2 separate regions of the Xenopus laevis genome follow, and region 1 is linked to region 2. Evidence: chromatin contacts called from public Hi-C data. All regions are on one chromosome and are shown on one strand. The core of a region is the stretch at or near the end of the contact, and the rest is flanking DNA. Distances in the headings are between cores, read along the strand shown. Region 1 holds the start of mat2a.L (methionine adenosyltransferase II, alpha L homeolog). Region 2 overlaps sh2d6.L (B-cell linker protein).

What was found. Hi-C and Micro-C count contacts between places; a contact is called where the count stands out from the background.
Region 1: a contact with region 2 is called in a Hi-C map of the XTC cell line, with 2.5 times the contacts expected there. The contact joins the promoter of mat2a.L here to the enhancer-like site in region 2. A contact is called at or near these places in 2 of 4 Hi-C or Micro-C datasets (the XL177 cell line and the XTC cell line).

What each region holds. Positions count from the first base shown.
Region 1 is chr3L:133,368,836-133,371,535 of Xenopus_laevis_v10.1, reverse strand. It overlaps mat2a.L (methionine adenosyltransferase II, alpha L homeolog), which reads right to left and starts at 1,356. Exons shown (of 9, transcript NM_001086706.1): 1 at 1,222-1,356. The coding sequence starts at 1,315.
Region 2 is chr3L:133,315,049-133,317,748 of Xenopus_laevis_v10.1, reverse strand. It overlaps sh2d6.L (B-cell linker protein), which reads right to left. Exons shown (of 14, transcript XM_018253443.2): 13 at 1,392-1,547. Among protein-coding and RNA genes, the nearest start is that of sh2d6.L, 25 kb to the right of the region's middle. Within about 2 kb of position 1,433, at least 2 of the 7 cell types and tissues checked have an H3K27ac peak or open chromatin away from gene starts, as enhancers often do.

The sequences.
Region 1 (2,700 bases), core at 107-2,606, 54 kb before region 2:
CAGTGTAACAGAGGCAGATTTTAGTCAAGCAGCTGCCACATGAAATACTATACGACTTCCAAACCTAAAGGCACGGTGTCCATTGGGCCAGCCTCTCTCACACCCTCAAATGAAGAGGCGTGTCTAGTTTAAAGCGCGGCTACAAAGCCTTGTCTAAGGATTTCTCCAACGGGCGCAGCGGAGGGATTTGTAGACGCAAAGTGCGGTTCCAGGCCTAAAATGGCCGTTCCCACAATAGGAAGAGACTGTAGTTCAGGATGTCAGCCACATACTGTACGATATATACCTCCTGTAATGGCTGATGCTGTATGGGCACATTTCACACCAAGTTTCAAGTGTGTTTTTAAAAGGGATAGTTCACGTTTGAGATAGTATGATGTAGAGAGTGATATTCTCAGACAATCTGCTTTTAATTTTTATTATTTGTCATTTCAGCAATCTGGTTGCTAGGATCCAACTTACCCTAGCAACCATGCATTCATTTTAATAAGAGACCGGAATATGAATAGGAGAGGGTCTGAATAGAAAGATGAGCAATAAAAAGTAACACATATGTAGCCATACAGAGCACTTGTTTTTAGGAGTCAGCGACCCCCCCCCCATTTGAAAGCTGGAGAGTCAGAAGACAAACACAAAAACTATAACAAATAAATAATGAAGACTAATTGAAAAGTTTTAGGATTGAGCATTCTGCAGCTCAGTTTTGAAGGTGTAATTGTTTAAGTGTATTTAATCTCCACACCAGAGCATTGAGGCTCCAGAGACTGGGCAACATCTCCGTTTTCCTTCAATTAAACCCCTCTAAAAGTTTGCCCTTCCCCCACCTTTATAGTTTCTGGACATAAGTACACAAGGGTCAGGGAAAGCCTATAAAACAGACATTATCTACTATAGTTTTGTAGTGGGAAGTTGGGTCACGTGACAGATTACTGAAGGACATAAGTCGCCTCAGAAATCAGTGACGTATATGGCCATGAAGTGCTCAGAAGCTTTGTATATCCTTATAGTTTGTCTGACCTGCAGGAGCGAGGCCGACACCGCACCACGTGTTCATGGCTGCAATGCGGAGACTCACGCTGGGAAGAGTCGTACGGAAGGTGGCGTTATTCTCACCCACTTCCCATGTCTCTCATTTTGAGGCCAGGAAACTAGAAGGCTTTATAGTATGGCAGTTTCCCTAGACACTTCTAAACATACCAAATACGCCTAATATTAACTTACCAGGGTGCCCCTCCCCGACTGACTCTGAGGTAAAGAGAAAGCTGCCTTCGTCGATGAGCTCATCGTGGAAACCATTCAGCATCTGGCCGTTCATTCTGATTGGGTAGGTAAAGCAGCTCTAGAACACTTCCACACTTCTTGGTCCTCGTTAGCTGGAATGAGGCAATGGCGCTGGCTGCTCTTGATTTATACACTCGCTGACGTCACTCTCCCCGCGCGACACCGTCCCGCCATTCCCCTGCCTCCTCCTATCCCACCACCCCTGACGTCAGCCCTGAGGAGAGTGGGCAGGGTTTGATGGACCGTACCATTCCGCGGGCGGCAGCAGGGCGGATTAAGAGAAAGGGGAATTATAATCAAGCTCGATTGCTGGGGGAAAAAAAAGTTTATTTTCTCAACCCCGGCACATACTGAACATTACAGATTCAGAATTAAATTTCACAAACCCTAAGTAATGTATGCTTTGGCAAATTTTCAAAAATGAGGAGAGCACTTCTCAATAGCAAAATCGCTGTGGTTGTATTTATTTAAAGGCTACTACACGACATGTTTCGGGTTATTACATACCCTCTCTCAATGTATGCTTTGGTACGGTCCTAGTTAAACAGTGTAGTGAAAGAAAGTGGGCGGTGCCATGTCAGTCTCTCTTTGGGGTTGAAGTGAAACTATCTCGGCTGCAAAGTTCTTGAAGTCTTTGCAGGGCTTTCTGTGCACTTAACTATTAAAGGGGTTGTTCACCTTTGAGATAAATTTTAGTATGACGTAGAGAGTGATAATCTGAGACAATTTGCAATTGGTTTTCATTTTTTAATATTTGTGGATTTTGAGATATTTAGCTTTTTATTCAGCAGCTCTCCTGTTTGCAGTTTCAGCAATCTGGTTGCTAGGGTCCAAATTACCCTAGTAACCATGCATTGATTTCAACAAGAGACTGGAATATGAATAGGAAATGCCTGCATAGAAGGATCAGTAATAAAAAGTAGCAATAACAGTACATTTGTAGCCTTACAAACCATTTGCTTTTTTGGAAGGGGTCAGTGAACCCCATTTGAAAGCTGCAGAGAGTCAGAAGAAAAAAAACAAATAACTGTAAAGCAATAAAAAAGTTGCTTAGAACTGGCCATTCTATAACATACTAAAAGTTACCTTAAAGGTGAACCACCGCTTTAAGTCTCCCTTGCTTGAAAAGAATCCCCAAACATCTTTATATGTTGCCTTTTACAAAGAGAAAGATTGCAAAATGACATACTAAACATGAGTGGAGTATATTGACCTATTGCTTTTGCATGTTACTAATATGTATAAGTGTGCAATTTTGCATTATTTTAAGACTGGTAGTCTCTCTGTTACAGGGACGTGTTGTAAAATCCAGACAGCAAAGAACAAACTGTAAGGGACAAATGAAGACGACATCACAGTTCAGACACGTCCGTGCCATTATTAGGCCTTTAATTATATTTGATGAAGGCATTCAACATA
Region 2 (2,700 bases), core at 184-2,683:
ATTTAGGATGTTAGAGCTGCCAGTAACTGTATAATAGCTACTGACATGAACAGTTTTGCACAGGAATGTTTATTGGCATATATATGTGTATGTGCTTAGTGGGATAACCTCATGCGCATGTAGAGTGACAGAAGAGTGCCCTCTAGTGGACAGGCTATATGGCAACAGAAGTTAGAATGCTCAGCTGGCTTTAGCATGCCACCACCTCCCTAGAGACCCTTGTCCTGTTCCCAAAAACACACACACGTCAGGTTATTGGATAGTGGGCTAGCCTGACCCAATTGTTTAGTTTGGTTTGATCTGCAGACAACATTCCATTTGGCCTTCACTCAGTGGCGGAACTACCGGGGGAGCAGGGGGTGCGAGCGGGCAAGGGCACGCACCCCCTCAGGGCCCCCGGCAGCACTGCACGCCGCTAAAATTCGGCCGTACGGAGGGGGGCGGGGCCCGGCTGCGCGTCATGCACCAGGGCCCGCCCCCTCTAGGAACGCTACTGCCTTCACTGCACTCTTTAAGGCTGTTCACTTTTTGTCTTTGAGTACTACTGTGAATGTGACTAATAGAAAAATGGCATAGTTGGAATTAGTATGTATTAGTCTGATATAGAGCTATCACAAAAATGAAAATTTAATATCAGCTTCATCAAACTGAAAAAAAAACTTTTAAACATAATCAATTAAAAATTCTGACCTGTTTCTGAAACCTAGTTACTCTTACTCTACCCCTCACAGCGTCTGTCTCTCCTTATTCCCTCTTCAGGCAGGCGTCAGGAGTCAGATTTTAAAATGACAGGTAAGTCTAATATAGTCTTTGAGAGGGTACTCTTTTTTTTCTTTTAAGTATTCAAGCTCACTCTTTTAAAATCATTAAAAACTTTGTCTCTCTGCAAGCATAATTTGTGCCAAAATCAGTTTTTGTATTTGTGCTGGAATCAGTTATTTCAGTGAGCTTTAATACATCTGCTAGAAATGGGAGCCCTCCCAAAAGATGTATAAGATCAGTCAATCAAAATTTGCTCCAGGAAACAGAATGAAGAAGGACAAATGCTAAAATAAGTAGAATTAAGACCAACTTGATTATTTCAGAAACGGTACAGAATGTTTAATTGCTTGTATTTAGAAAGTTTCTTATTTCAGTATGATGAAGCTTATATTAACATATAATTTCCATGATAGTTATCCAAAATATGCTGCTAATAAAGGCTTCAGTAAAAAAGTCCCAAGGATTAAAGTCCCAAGTAGACCTATTTTACATCTGATATTTAAGTTGATAACTGCTTTGGTGACTGAGCATTTTCCAAGAATGCAAAAGCACTGTTAAAAAGAGGTGGGTATCCATGCAGTACTTATTGTAAATAATGTGTTTACGGTAATATATAGCTAGTCACTAACCTCCTCATGTCGCTTGCCCTCCTTGCCCAGACAATATCCACGGGGGCCCAGTAACCGTACAGGGATGTTGTAGATGTGGTCTTTATATAGCACAGCCAGAGTATATGGCTGCAGGTTGCTTTGTGCAAAACTCTGACGCAACAAGAAACAGCCATCCTTGTAATAAAAAGCAAAGGATAGATTTTAGGTGCAAAATGTAAGTTAATAGAACATAGTTGTCTTCTGATGTGGACAGCTCGAGGGTAGGGCTAAATGGAAATGCTGCGTGTGTTATTTTAAGCAAAAACTGGGATGGGATGGTGGATGTAACAAATGCATAATGACGTAGCCACAAGACTTGGGATTTACATGCTGTGGAGCAAACTTTACCCCTTTGTCATTCTTTTGTAAATAAACCTTAGAGCTCTGTTTCAAAAACTGGGGTTTCCAGATGATACTGCATTACAAAATCCAGCTTTCTTCCACATATAATGGTGGGTTAATGTATGCAGAGAACTGTATCCCAGTAACATTTGGGGCCGCAAGGTTAATAAACAATGCCCTAAAGTGTTAGTTCAAGTCACTATTCAAGGTTCCCTTTGTTATTCAACGACCAATTGTTTATCCATCCTAAAAAACAAAGAAGGCAATATAAACTGTGGAATGTGCATCTCAGAACCTTTAACAGAGGATTATAAAGTAAAGGTGGCCATACACGGAGAGATCCACTCGTTTGGCGATGTCACCAAACGAGTGGACCTCTCTCCAATATGCCCACCTTGAGGTGGGCAATATCGGGCTGATCCGATCGTGGGCCCTAGGGCCCAACAATCGGATCCTAACGAATGGGAACGGGCGGTCAGATCGCGGGACCGCATCAACGAACAGATGCGGCCGCGATCCGACGGGATTTTTTTAGTCCCATCGGGGAAGCCCGTCGGTGGGCCCCATACACGGGCCAATAAAATGGCGACTCGGTCTGTCGGCAGCTTTTATCGGCCCGTTTATGGCCACCTTTAGTCTAAAATGCCCTGACGGCAAATTCCAAAGAAAACCATGATTATCGGCTATTTCCCTGAGTTATTTAAATTCTGTTAAGTATTTCCACGTATACTGACCCTATTATCATAACTGAGCAGAACTTCACTGATGTTAGCTTCCATTAACAGTGCAAAAATTGATTTTGTTCCCATAATAAACTGCATACAGTTCTGTCAATACTTTTCACTAATCCAACTCAAACAAGCATGGAGGATCAATTAAGGGAACAATGAACATGCTCAAAAGCATCAGCCAAAAATTTCCCAGCAAATGTAGTGGCTGTTATATA